Linked DNA regions of Macaca mulatta: region 2 is linked to region 1. Evidence: chromatin contacts called from public Hi-C data. All regions are on one chromosome and are shown on one strand. The core of a region is the stretch at or near the end of the contact, and the rest is flanking DNA. Distances in the headings are between cores, read along the strand shown.

The links. A called contact is a pair of places that touch in the nucleus more often than the background predicts.
Region 2: a Hi-C map of blood shows a contact between it and region 1, with 2.2 times the contacts expected there. The contact joins two enhancer-like sites. A contact is called at or near these places in 8 of 14 Hi-C or Micro-C datasets (CD4 T cells, blood, cortical neurons and 4 more).

Annotation. Positions count from the first base shown.
Region 1 is chr16:77,122,392-77,129,672 of T2T-MMU8v2.0, forward strand. No RefSeq gene overlaps it. Among named protein-coding and RNA genes, the nearest start is that of PSMD12, 10 kb to the left of the region's middle. Within about 2 kb of position 4,635, at least 37 of the 40 cell types and tissues checked have an H3K27ac peak or open chromatin away from gene starts, as enhancers often do. A contact at or near this core is called in blood, where this site is marked.
Region 2 is chr16:77,234,015-77,241,295 of T2T-MMU8v2.0, forward strand. The region is part of intron 1 of PITPNC1 (phosphatidylinositol transfer protein cytoplasmic 1); the gene reads left to right. Among named protein-coding and RNA genes, the nearest start is that of PITPNC1, 79 kb to the left of the region's middle. Within about 2 kb of position 3,572, at least 22 of the 40 cell types and tissues checked have an H3K27ac peak or open chromatin away from gene starts, as enhancers often do. A contact at or near this core is called in blood, where this site is marked.

The DNA.
Region 1 (7,281 bases), core at 3,385-5,884:
CACGCCACTGTCCAGTGTGACTAATTTTTGTATTTTTATTAGTAGAGATGGGTGTTTCACCATGTTGACCAGGCTGGTCTCGAACTCCTGAACTCAAGTGATCTGCCTGCCTTGGCCTCCCAAAGTGCTGGGATTGCAGGCGTGAGCCACAGCACAGGCCAATTTATTGCTATCTTACTTGTTTAAAAAAGAAGCTATACCTTTGGCCACAGAACCTCCAGTTTTGTTTTGTTTTTTTCTGTGTGAAGCAATTTGTAATACATCATTGTCAATTCGCTTTTATTTTATGGGCATTTACTGCACAGCTATAAGCAATTCCACATCAAAGACATTCTCTCTGTATTTAACAGAGGCCTGATAGATGGGTGGGTCTACACATAAGAATTGCCTTGGGACTTCCTATGTGTCATTAAGAAAGAATTTAACATTAGCTTAGTAACCAAACGATCAAATATACAGGTATTTAAACACAAACACACGCACAAACACTTAGACTTTCTTGGAATTATGCAAGTAATATTTAATAAAACAAAAATTAATTGTAGGCTGGGCGCAGTGGTTCACACCTATAAACCCAGCACTTTGGGAGGCCGAGGTGGGTGGATTGCTTGAGCTCAAAAGTTTCAGACCAGCCTGGATAACATGGCAGAACGCCATCTCTACAAAAGAAATACAAAAATTATGGTGGCATGTGCCTATAGTCCCGGCTACTTGGGAGGCTGAGGCCGGAAGATCAGTTGAACCTGGGAGATGGAGGTTGCAGTGAGTTGATATCGTGCTGCTGGGTGACAGAGCGAGACCCTGTCTCAAAAAAAAAAAAAAAAAAAAGCAGGAATAACATTTGATTTTTAAAATGTTATAAAAAAGAGACCATGTTGGCCAGGCATGGTGGCTCACGCCTGTAATCCCAGCACTTTGGGAGGCCAAGGCGGGTGGATCACCTGAGGTCAGGAGTTCCCCACCAGCCTGGCCAACATGGTGAAACCCCATCTCTACTAAAAATACAAAAAGCCAGGCTTGGTGGCAGGTGCTTGTAATCCCAGCTACTCAGGAGGCTGAGGCAGTAGAATTGCATGAACCTGGGAAGTGTAGGTTTCAGTGAGCTGAGATTGAACCATTGCACTCCAGCCTGGGTGACAGAGCAAGACTCCGGCTCAAAAAAAAAACAAAAACCAAAAAGAGGCATGTCAAAAGCACATAGGAGTCAACCAGAAAGAGCTCCCAACGGCCAATGCTGGAATTGTCTGAGCAAAATAAATAACATAATATTGATTATATTATTGATTATAACTTGAAGTATAAAATAAATAAGCATGAATCCACGCAGATATATATATATATATATATTTATATTTGAATAAATATATAGAGAGAAGGGACAAATCTTTTTTTTTTTTTTTTTGAGACAGTCTTGTTCTGTCACCCAGGCTGGAGTGCAGTGGCATGATCTTGGCTTACTGCAACTTCTGCCTCCCATATTCAAGCAATTCTGCCTCAGCCTCCCAAGTAGCTGGGACTGCAGGTGCAAGCCACCACGCCCAGCTACTTTTTGTATTTTTAGTAGAGACGGGGTTTCACCGTATTGGCGAGGGTGGTCTCGAACTTCTGATCTCAAGTGATTCGCCCACCTCGGCCTCCCAAAGTGTTGGGATTACAGGCGTGAGCCACCATGCCCGGCTTTCATTTTTTAATCGTCAGAAAAACCTGTTAGTACACTTTTCTTTCAGAGGCTGTTTACAGAGGTGGGTCAAGACCGTATTAGTTTTTTCACACAAACAGGGAGGATTAAAGAGATCATCAGAATGCCTCGAAGAGAATAGGTTGAAATGATCTTCTTAAATGATCTTGGTGTGCCTGTCACACACATGCACAGACTCATATTCGTTTCCTCTTTGTCTTATCATTCCTCTCTGGTAACTTTACTGTTTTGTTCCTTTTTGCCTTTTGTGCCCCACCCCCATTAAAAAATGTGATGATCAGCCACAGCAGATTGTACATTGTTAACGGAACATCATGACTGTCCATGATGATGATAGCAACAGCTTCAAGGTTTTTTGTAAGTAGATATTGCACCTCATTGTTTGAGAAGAAACAAAGATACAATTCTTGCCAGACACTTGCTGAGGACAGGACTTGAAACCACCGCGCTTGGCCAGCAGATGGCGCGCCCCGCCCTCAGTGTGCATGACTTATGAATGAATATGCCCTCCCTATGCTCTGCACCCCGCCCCTCCCACCTCTGCTAGCCTCTCCAGCTCACTGCTATCAGAACCTCTGTCTGAAGCACAGATTGCCAAGGCCTGTGTTTAAAATGGTGTCATGGGAATTGAGCTGGGGAGAGGGATTATCTGTGAAGGCAATGGGTTGAACAGCAGAAGGGTTGAGATAGAAAGGTGGCTGGGGAGGAGGGGCTTTTGCAGCCAACGAACTCCTCTCGTTTGGCTGGAGTTGGGCTGGGAAGGGTAATGGACTAATGTGGGAAAGGTAGATCCAGAGCCTCGAAACTCCTACCAAGGCATTTTGACTTGCTCAGTAGGCCATAGAGAAGCCCCAAAAGGTTTTTATATGTTTTTTAATTTTAGAGACAGGGTTTCAGCATGTTTCCCAGGCTGTTCTTGAACTCCTGGGCTCATGCGATCGGCCCGCCTCGGCCTCTCAAAGTGCTGGGGTTACAGGAGTGAGCCACCGAGCCCAGCCGGGAATCGCTATAAGGTTTTGAAGGTGGCTGTACTTGCACAAGATTAGTATGACCAGGTCTGCGGATGCACTGAATGAAAACAAGAATCCAATGGAGAAGTCACCTTACAACAGGAGGGGTGGGCTGGGCGTGGTGGCTCACACCTGTAATCCCAGCACTTTGGGAGGCCGGGGCTGTCACCTGAGCTCAGGAGTTTGAGACCAGCCTGACCAACATGGTGAAACCCCATCTCTACCGAAAATACAAAATTAGCCAGGGGTGGTGGTGGGTGCCTGTAATCCCAGCTGCTCCAGAGACTGAGGCAGGAGACTTGCTTGAACCGGGGAGGTGGAGGTTGCGGTAAGCCGAGATCATGCCATTGCACTCCAGCCTGGGCAACAAGAGCGAAACTCTGTCACAAACCAACAACAACAACAACAAGAGGGGTGATGGAGGAAGCATGTACGTGACAATTTACAGTTCGGAAAATTCAGAGAAGTAGCTTCTCGACCGTGTCACCCGTCAGTAGAATACTTCCTTCCAGAATCAGTGTCAGGAAATGTCCAGGAAACCAGGAACCTAGCCTACACATCCCGATGTCCTATGTGAATGCGTATGTGGGGCTAGCCAATCCCTTGCCTTCCTGCCTCTGGGAAGATTATTAGGTCTTCCATTTGTTTTCAAGTAAGAAGCAAAAAAAAAAAAAAAAAAAAAGGAAAAACAGCTTGAGTTTCTTTCCATATCACAGCCTTCCAATGTGTTATTATTCAACACTGCAGTGTCAGATTTAGATTTTCCACCTCGAGGAATTTGGTTTAGCTTTAATTAGTTGCTGTGAATATTTCTGAGCCAACTCTGGAAAGCATTTATCTGGAAAATAGTTTCCACTAAAATATAAGCTGGATACAGGGTATCATTTTCCTAGGAGGGTTTGTATCAGTTAACACAGTTATACCTTCTCTCCAGCCCTCTGGATGACTTTTGCCACAAGCCCATCATCGTCATATTGGTTAATTACTTATTAGTCACAATTCAAAATTCTATATTGAGGCATCTGCATCCCGATCCAAGTTCTAGCCTCAGAACCTCAGAGCATGAAGATTTTCCGGAGAAAAGATAACGCTTACAGGTTATTCTCATACAGGCAACTGATGCATTTTTCATCCGGCAAGTTTTCATAAAAACAAGCTGAAAAATACCAGACAAATGAAAAACAGACTTCAGCAGTTCCATGCTGCTTCCTGAGTAACTGAAGAATGTGCTTCTTGTGGTTAAAATGAGGGATCTGTTTAATATGGATGAAATAGCAACACTCCAGGCATTTTCATTGACATTTCACTGTGACTTTTTGAACTTAGGAGTGCGAATACGAAAACCTACTCTTTCTTTCTGCTGTGCGGAGCCTGCACAATCTGCAGAAAGATTGCAGAGCCGGGCCAGGCGAGGTAACAGGCTACGTGGGGTTCATGTGCTCTCTGGTTGTTCCCTCCCCCTGTTTGTACTTCATTTCCATTCACACGGCTGCACTTCCCAGTTTTCCAGGATCTCTCCTCTGAAACCAGGCAAGGGTTTGTTCCCAAATCCCACCCATTGCCTCTCCAGCCCTGGACTTGCTTACTGGACCACACATAGGTGGTGGGCATTGGTGACTTGTCCCTAGGGTCAGGGGATCAGAAACTGCCCAGAGGGGCTGGATGGAGCTCGGCGGCACTCAGGGCACAATGGAGAGCGGATTCAAAGGGCAAAGGAGCCGAGGGAAGCCCCTCTGCCCGAGCCTCCCCAGCGCCGGCCGGGCTCCGCTCCGGAGCAGCCCCGCCGTCTGGCAGAGACATGCTGTTTTGTTTAAATCCTCCACATTCTTTGCCATTTCCCCATTGGCCGGATGGGGCTACCCTCCCCGCCGCGGCCGCTGCTGATGTCAGCCTTGCTCGCGCTCGCTCTTCCCGCACCCACCTCCCGGGCCCAGGCACACTGCATCGGCGCGGACGCTCCGGCCCCGGCGAGGTGGCTGCAAACTCGCGGGCACGCACGGCGCCCGGGGAGCCAAGGGACTCGGGGGAGGGGACGCGCGCGGAAGGCGCCAGCTTCCTCCCGCCCGCCCCTAGCAGCCGCGAGCTGAGGTTGGAGGCGCCCGGGGCCCCAGCCGGGCAGAGCCGAGCGGCGGCTTCCCTTTTCTCCCCGAGCCGAGCCCCGGAGCGGCGCGGGGACCGGCCCTAAAAAGAGCAGGAAATCTTGTTTACCGCCCGCGGAGAGGAGCCGATCGAGCCTTTGTCTGGAAAGTCAGCATCTCCGGCTCCGGCTGCAATGTGTTCCTGGTGACATTAGCATCGGGCAGACCCGCCGGAGGAGGGGGTTCGCCAGGTTCCCTTCTGCTTTCGGAGGCGGATCGAGCGGGTGACTTTTGTGCATTCGTTTTAATTTTTGGAAATCTCTCTTTTTTCCTCCCTCGCTCGCTGCCGGGCATGTCCTGATCTGGCGGCCGCTCCTACCACCCTGGGCTGCCGAGCAGAGCCGTCACCAGCGGGTCTCCCTCCCTACCTCCCTGACTTTGCAACACCGCGTTCTGGGAGGACCGGCCTCGGCGAGGGAGGAGGCGGAGGAGCTGCGAACACCCGGACCCAAACCCTGACATGCTCTGGGGCGGAGAGGAGGAAGCCAGGAGCTGAGCTTGCCGCGGGGGCTGCTTCGCCCGCCGGCTACGAGCGCTGGGCTCCGGGCGCCCTGCCCTGCGCCTGGGCGGCAGCCTTGCTGGTCTGGAGGGCGCCCCCAGCTTCCCGCCCCGGGGATCCGCGGCCGGCAGGACCATGCTGCTGAAAGAGTACCGGATCTGCATGCCGCTCACCGTAGACGAGGTAAGCGCCGCGCCCGGCCCGGCCTCGCCCGCTCCGGGACCGCCGCCGCCTCCTGGCCGGCGAGCCCCGGGCTAGCGGCAGGAAACCCAGGTGGACGTTACCCCGCAAGCCCGAAGGCTGGAGGAGAGGAGGAAGGGGATTTGCGGCTTCCACTTGTCACCCCAGCGGGGGAGGGCGGCGTTGGGTGGGGCGGCGGACTCCGGGTGGGCTCTTTGGGGGCGCCCAGAATCCAGACTGTTGGGGATCACAATGAGCCAAAGGGAGTGGGTGCGCCCCCTCCTTCCAAATAAGAAAATGAATAAAGCAAACCCAAGAGCCCCCGGCGCGCGCTGTAGCTGGGGTTTGGGGGGCACCCCGTCCTGGCCGTGGGCCCATCTTCCCCTCCCCGCCCTCTGCGGTCAGGTCGGGGTGCAAGGAGGAGCCTTGCGCCCTCGGGATCTGCACGCCCAGAGCCCCGCGGGGGGCACCTCGGAGCCCTTGGGGGAGGTCCCTGCGGGGCCCGACTTGTCGCCGTCGCCGCGGTCTTGGGCGCCGCTCCCGGCACGTCCGCCCTTCGAGGCTCGGGACCCGGCTCTGTCCTTTCGCAAACCGCCTGGCTCGGAAACTTTCTGCGTCTCTTATTTCTTCCGCCGCGGGGAGCGTGGTCGGCCCGCGAGCCGGGAGCGGCTGAGGCTGCGACGCGGCCACAGGAGGGCGCTCCAGCACGTGGTGCCGGGGCAGCGGCTGCCGGCTGGGGGCGCCGGGCGCGGGGCGGGGGCTCGTCCTCCAAGCGCGGCTTTGCTGCCCTTTTCCCGAACCTGCGAAGCCACGAGCCCCAGCATTCAGGAAGTGGTGACTCAGACTGGATTATTCCAGCCCTGGCTTCCCTTTCTTCCCCTTCTTCCTGCCCACCTTTGTGGTGATTTCACGACTGCTGAGCGTCTCTGTCCAGGGACAGCGAGGGAGCCCAAAGCCAAGCACGGCAACGTGAAACTCACTAGTATGGTTTGGTGTGGCAACACACATGAAATCAGCCACCCACACCGTCTTTATATTTAAATCTGGTGCCTTGAAACTATCAGATATGTTATTGAGCCACCACTTGGTGAGAGGGGCGATGCGCTTTGGGAGAGAAAAAGATCCTTAACTGAGAACGTGGCTGTGCTCACAGGGGCTGTCCGTATTTGCCATCTGGACCAAGGGTTAAGGCAAGACCCAAGTACAATCCAAGACAAAATCAAAGTAGCTGCAAGTTTACAAAACGCATCAGGGGTACACAGGCTGCCAAGGAGGGAGAGATCAGCTTCCACCAGAATGATCAACCGAGTTTTGGAGTTCTTTGGCATTTGAGGAGGTAGCATTTAAGTAGGGTCTGGAAGGGTGGATGCCAGATGGGTAGACAGAGATTCGAGTTGCATATGACCTTGTAAGTGGAAAAGCAGGACATAGCTTTGTGGAGAAAGCGAAAGGCAAATGAATGGGACTGGTTAATAGGTCTTTCCAGAAAAGGTGGATATCGTCCCACCTTCTGGGCAGTTGAGCTAGAGTAATTCACCTGGGAGGCGTGGATCCCTCTACTCTATCTCCTAATGACCTTGTTTTTTGATATGAGTTTGGATTCTAGGAGCAATGTTGGGACTGCATGGAATACACAGAAAATTGCAGGTGATAATCAAGAAAAGAACCAGTTCTAGAAGCTTCTCTACTACCTACAAAATCTCTTTATCCTAGTTAGTTCCCTTTTCAGGCTTTCTGAAACACTCAGGCAGATGC
Region 2 (7,281 bases), core at 2,322-4,821, 110 kb after region 1:
GAATGATTGACTTCTCAGGGACTATTAATTTGTAAACTTTAAGAAAGGGGAAAGTTTAAATTTTTCCAGCTGCCAAACTTTGGGCTTCTTGGTGAATCATCAGAGCAGGCTTTCTAGGCCAAGTGTAAGTCCTGTTCTGGGGGCCAGTGGTCTGATGGTGGGGGAGCAGGATGTGTTTATTTAGATGCACAGCCAGAGTTCACACACTTGGGTTTTGGGATCAGCCTCCAGGGCCTAAGTAATTTCTCCCAGGAGATGTCTTCGCATCTTATCCCCCGTATAGGATCATCACGGACTGCTGATTGAAGAAAAGGGTTAGGACCGCTGATCAGAGAGAAGCTATGATTTTTTCTTCGCCGTCTGTCACAGAAGTGTCAGTAAAGGAGAAAGCTTACTTGAAAGGTTTGGATTACTGAGCAGCTCAAAAGAGCTGTTGCTGGTGGGATTTTCTCCTTGCTAAAGTTTTTCTTTGCCCTTAGAATACTAAGCAAAAAGGAAAGGAAAGATGAAAGGTAAGTTCCTCTTTAAAAATACGTTGAGTCAACCCATCACAGAAAAACCCAGAGATTTCTCAACTGACAAATAAGCGGCATCACTGCATTTGGGAATTAGAAAAAGTCCCCACGATAAAGTTATTTGGGAATTAATCAACACTTGGCTCATCCCAGGCGTGGAGCGCTTCGGAATTCACCTCGTGTTGCTTGGAAGCTGGCAGCTCGGTTGTTATATAATGTGAACCCAGAGGCCTGCCAGACAGCCCTCACTGTGCCCCGGGGGAGTTGCAAGGCTCTGTAACTGGTGGAGTCAGCCAGAACAGAGCCCAGGGGCCTGGTGTGTGCTGTGTTTTACAGATGACACATTCACCTTTGAAATTCTGTCCTCAATCACCTTCATCAATGCCTGAGCAAACGAGGGTAGGGCCACACGCGGGCTCTCTCTTTTGTTTACTTTTCCAAATGGAGATAAAAGACATATAACAAAATTTACCATCTTAACCATTTTTAAATGTACAGTTCTGTGTTATTAAGTGCATTCCTGTTGTTGTGCCAGCATCACCACTATCCATCTGCAGAACGCTTTGTGTCTTGAAACTCTGCCTGTTCCATGGTAACTGCCTGCTCCCCTCCTGGCAGCCCCTGGCAGCCACCCATCTCTGAATTTCAGAGCCGCTTTCTGTCTCTGAATTTGACTACTCTAGGTACTCACATAAGTAGAATCACACTGTATTTGTCCTTGTGTATCTATCTGGCTTATTTCACTTAGTGTAATATCCTCAAGGTGCATCTATGTGGTAGTGTGTGTCAGAATTTCCTTCCTTTTCAGGAGTGAATAATATTCCATTGTATGGATATACCACATTTTGTTCATCCATCCCTCCGTGGATGGACACTTGGGTTGTTTCTACCTTTTGGCTATTGTGAATAGTACTGCCATGGACAAGGTTATACAAATACCTGTTTGAGCCTCTGCTTTCTGTTCTTTGGGGTACATTCCCAGAATTGGAATTGCTGGGTCATATGGTAACAGACTCCTTTTTTAAAAAAGAAAAGTATCTTGAGAACTTGGGAGAGCCACTCTAGGAGTACGGGGCTGGATTGTTTGCACCATCTCCTTTTGCCTCCAGGTACAGCCCATAGGCCTTTGTCCCCACAGGTGTGGTAGGGAAGGGTGACCCTGTTCCAGAGTGAGATCAGCAGTGTAGACCTTCTCAGTTTGACCCTACATCTGAGGAACCCCCAGAAGCACAGAGAGGATCTCAGAATGAACTGAAGATCATGGCCTATAAATGACTCCTTCCTTCTCCTTTTCTTCCTTGGGTGACAAAGATTGTGGTCACTATACAGTTATGGTAGCCTGAAGTCTGGTAAATCAATGATGCTTCATGTTAGCTGCTCATGGGATTCACTTTGTGGCTTACTGATGTCCAGACCTCACCTCTAGAGATTCTGATTTCATTGGTTTGAGTCCTGGCCTCAGCATGGGGACTTCTGAAAGCTTCCAGGTGAGTCTAATATGCAGTCAGGGTTCCGTAGCACCCAAGTGAATTACTGAACCCGAACCTTTTCTCAATCCCTTTCATGCTGTCTGTTGTCTTTTTGGTTGTTTCTTTTTTTATTTGAAATGGAGTCTTGCTCTATCCCGGGCTGGAGTGCAGTGGTAGGATCTTGGCTCGCTGAAACCTCTTGCTGCCAGGTTCTAGCAATCTTCCCACCTTAGCCTCCCGAGTAGCTGGTACTACAGGTATGCGCCACCACGCCCCACTAATTTTTGTATTTTTAGTAAAGACGAAGTTTCACCATGTTGGCCAGGCTGGTCTTGAACCTCAAGTCATCCATCTCCCTCGGCCTCCCAAAGTGCTGGGATTGCGGGTGTGAGCCACCACAACCAGCCAGGTTATTTCTTTGGAGCATATCTGCAGATTTGTACATCTCAGCCCAAGGTTTAAAGATTTGGAAACAGGCTTTTCTGTGTGTGTGTGTGTGTATGTGTGTGTGTGTGTGTGTGTGTTTTAATTAACAAGGATGCATTATGTAATTTTGGAGCTAAGAATGAGGAATGAGGATGCATTATGTAATTTTGGAGCTAAGAATGAGGAGACCTGGGTCATACTCTTGTGTGTGTGTGTGTGTTATTATCTAACCAGGGATGATGAATTATTTAACTTGTCAGGATCTCAGTTTGTTGTTGGTGTTTTGTTGTTGTTGTTTTTTTGTTTTTTTTTTCTTAATCTTGGTTTTAAAATTAGGACATAGATTGGCAAACCAGATAAAAGAATGAAATTAATGATTAAAAAAAATTGTCCCTTCTAGCTCTGACATGCCACGCCTCTGAATGAACAGGTGGAACTGATGGGGAGTGAGGAGGCTTGGAGAGAGAGCCCCCGGGTGTGAACCCATCCTGTTCTAACAATAATGAGCCTGGGGAAGAAGAGCCTCCCCGTAGGCAGGGGACTGCTGGGAATGGCTGGTGTCCCAGAAGCAGCCTTCAGGGCAGCTCTGATCAGTAAATAAAAGGATACAAAATAAAAATCTCAAAGGATCCGTAGTGAATAAGAAAGCAGGAGTGTTGTGCCCAGGAAGACATGAGCTGGGGGCTTTGTCAGTCATGAGAGAACATAGCACAGGACTCTGGGTCCAGTGGAGCTGAACGTCAGAGCCTCTGTCCCCACGAAAATAGTAACTTCCCTGACACCATCCACCTGATGCCAAGAGCTGTTTATATCAACATTTCTTCTTGGGATTCTTTCAAACTTTATACTTACTTCTCTCCTCCTCTGATTCTATTCAAGGAATGTGAATGGCTTAGGTTTTGTTTTGTTTTGTTTTGCTTTCTAGATTAACACAGCTAATGCAGTGGAATTTTGATGCCAGGGGCTATTAGTGTAGAGAAACAAAGAATGCAGTCCTGCCCTGGGCACGAGGGTTTACTTCCATGGTGACTTCTTCTTAAGCCCATGGGAAAGTGAGAGGGAGGTGACTTCCTCACAGTCGGCTCAGCCTCTGGAGCCTGGAGCTGGAGCCAGCCCCATAGCGTGTGGCCATCAGGATGACGCAGAGAGGCGTGTGAACGCAGCCGGCTGCTGCATCTGGTGCACTTGACTCTGGGCAGCGCGTTCCCAGGAACCCGCAGGACACTGAGGACCGTGTGTGATGTAACCCAGATCTGCCAGATGTGGGAGCCAGCATGAGTCATCACGCCGGGCCGTTCATTAAGAAATGCTTTCTGGGTCATCTGGGTGCAGAACACTGCTGCTTCCCTGCTGTCCAGGGTTGGAGGCACCAAGTCTGTACATCAGGAATCCTCCCCAAGTTCATGAACATCTGTCTAAAATTATAGCCTGGTTTTCTGAGCTGATGTGGCACAGAGCACACACACGCTGACGGTCTCTGGCTTGTAATTTGTTAAGGGATCTCACCGCTTTTGTTAGTGGTGGGAAATCAGATAATGAAAACATACACCCCGGGCAGGAGGATCACTTGAGGCCAGGCGTCTAAGACCAGCTCCGGCAACATAGTGAGACTTCGTTTCTGCGAAAAGATAAAATTACCCGGGCATGGCATGACTGTAGTCCTAGCTACTTGGGAGGTTGAGGTGGGAAGATGGCCTGAGCCCAGGAATTCAAGACTGCAGTGAGCTGTGATCACACTACTGCACTCCAGCCTGGGTGACAGAGTGAGACCCTGCCTCAAAACGACGACGAAACCAACCAACAAAAAAACCCAAAAGTATAAGTTGCTGTGAGGTTTCTGCACATTTTAGTAAGATCAGAAATGAGGTGGGGTGTTGGAAGAAGCCAAAAACTCTGCTGGCATTTTGCCAATGAAATGCCAGCAATCACGTGTGGTCTTCCTTTTTTTTTATTTTTTTGAAAAGATTACATGCAAGATGCCTTATGGTGAATAACAAATATATTTCTGAGAAGTTGTAAACTACTTTAAAAAAATCCTTATGGATATAAGACATACAGTCAGAAAAGTTCATGCATGCATCCCTGGGTACAATCTTACACCCGAGTCACTGTAGTGAGTTGAAGGGTGGTCCCTTAAATATCCCCCAGAGCCTGTGAATATGATCTTATTTGGAAGGAGACCTTTGCAGACATAATTCAATCAAGGATCTTGAGGTGAGATCATTCTGGATTACCTAAGTGGACCCTAAATCCAATGGCAAGTGTCCTTACAAGAGACAGAAGAGGAGAAGACACAGACACACAAGAAGCAAACATGTGAAGCAGAAGGCAGGGATTAGGGCGCTGTAGCTGCAAGGAAGAGCTGAGCCACCAGAAACCAAAAGAGGCAACAAATGGATGGTCCCCTCGTGCCTTTGGAGGGAGCCTGGCCGTGCTGACACCTTGATTTCTTTTTTCTGGCTTCCAGAACTGTGAGAGAATAAACTCTGTTGTGTGAAGCCACCAAGTTTGTGGTGATTTGATAAGAAAACGAATAAAATCGTCACACCTAGATGAAGAAGCAGAATGTTACCAAAACCCTGGAAGCTCCCCTTCAAGCCTCATTCCTGTTTTCATGCCACCCCAGGGCAGCCACCGCCCTGATTTCTAATACCAGGGACAGGTTGCATGGCCTTTGAACATGTGCGTCGTCTTCTGTGTCAGATTTCTTCCCCTCCACACTCTGTGAGGTGTGTTTATCCTGTTGTGTGTTTGATGATTCTCACTGCTGCATAGTTGTAGTGTTCCATGGTGTAAATATGCCAGGATTTATTTATTCTTCTCCTATCGGGGGCATTTGAGTTTGGGGCTACTACAAACAGGACTGTTACAAATTCTGTTTCGTGCCTTTCTGGTGAATATAAGGGGGCAGTTTTGTGAGTTACATTCTCAGGAGCTGAATTCCTGGGTCATAGGCTATCTGTGTGTTCAGCTTCAGTAGCTATTGCCAGTTTTCCAATTAATTTTTTAAACACCTCATCCTATTTGGAATCTGTATGTGAAATGGAGAATCCAATGTTGGATTCAGTAACCATTCTTTAACGTGGGTATTTTATAAGGTCCAAATGTTGAACGCAGGGTTTTCTTGGAGCAAGTTCCTTCCTTAGATCACAATCAGGAATATTCCATGTCTCAGAAGAGCCCATTACAGGGCTGGGCAGGCGTGAAAGCACACCAGTTTCTGGGAATCAGAGAGGCTGGGCTACTGACTGTGAATTTTAAATATTCTTAACCCATCATTGGAATGATGAATGGCACAGCTGTCGTATCCTCCATCTCGAGACTCAGAAATAAATTTGCAGTCTTTTAGGAGCTCCAGTTTTAATTCTCATTCCCAGCTTTTAAGCTCTATGCTCCATAACTTAGGATGCAACCAAATGATATGCAGCATTTCTAAATATTCTGCTTTGATAAGTGAGTGGAAATAGTGCTGGTACAGCAGATAAGACTAGATTGAAACCCAGGGTCCCCAGCTGTCTAAAGAAACTGTGCTGCTTCGGATTTGCCTGATGCCTCAAGATCTTTCTGGAAATGGGGGAGGGTGGCTTTGACCTTCGAAATAGTGGAAAGGGTAGGAAAATGTGGTGATGGTACCTCGTAGGACTGTTTTCCCTCCAGACCTGAGATGGGTGGGGTGGTAGCAACCTAGCCATCATTGTGACTGATGAGCCGTCTTTTTCCCAATACAAAAGCAATTTGTCTTCCTTGCAGAATGAGAAAAATTCAGGTCCACAACAACAGGTTATTGAGAAAATAACCACAAACCTGACACCCACAGTTAACTACTGTTGAATATATTTGCATATATACATTGCATATACAAACCTTTCTTCCCATACATTTTATTTCTGCAGTCAACGAGTGTGTATTGAATGCCTGTTATGTGCCAGTCCCCTGGGATAGGGCATGAATAAAACAGACAAACCATCCCCTGTCCTTGCAGAGCTGACCTTCCAGTGGGAGCTTATTATATGATACATATGGTACTAAAATGAGATCTTATGGTACACATTTCTTATCAATTGCTTTTTTCCGCTAACAATATGTGTAACTCCCTCCCTTCCTTCCTTCCCTTTTTCTTTTTTTTTTTTTTTTTTTTTTTTTTTTTGAGACGTAGTCTTGCTCTGTTACCCAGACTGGAGTGCAGTGGCGTGATCTTGGCTCATTGCAACCTCCGCCTCCCAGGTTCAAGCAATTCTCTGCCTCGGCCTCCTGAGTAGCTGTGATTCCAGGCACCTGCCACCACGCCCGGCTAAGTTTTGTATTTTTAGTAGAGATAGGGTTTCACTGTTTTGGCCAGGCTGGTCTTGAACTCCTGCCCTCGTGATCCACCCGCCTCGGCCTCCCAAAGTGCTGGGATTACAGGCATGAGCCACTGCGCCCAGCCCTGTAACCTCTTTCAATGGCAACAGATATTCAGATATAACTTTTATAGATTTATCAATGAACTAAATCCCCAGTGGTTTTGCTTGCTGGTGGTGGCCAGCACATTCAGCGATGGTGACTGCTCTGATAGTACAGTTCCTGGAGTGCCAAAAGGACCAGGGTGCTGCCATTGACTTGCAGGAGCAAGACGTAGGCCAGGGGCGGTGGCTCACACCTGTAATCCCAGGAATTTGGGAGGCTGAGGTGGGCAGATTGTTTGAACCCAGGAGTTCAAGACCAGCCTGGGCAATATGGCAAAACCCCGTCTACAAAACATACAAAAATTAGTCAGACGTGGTGGTGCATGCCCGTGGTCCCAGCTGCTCGGGGAAGCTGAGGCAGGAGGATCATTTGAGCCCAGGAGGTCAAGGCTGCAGTGAGCTATGATTGCATCACTGAGCTTCAGC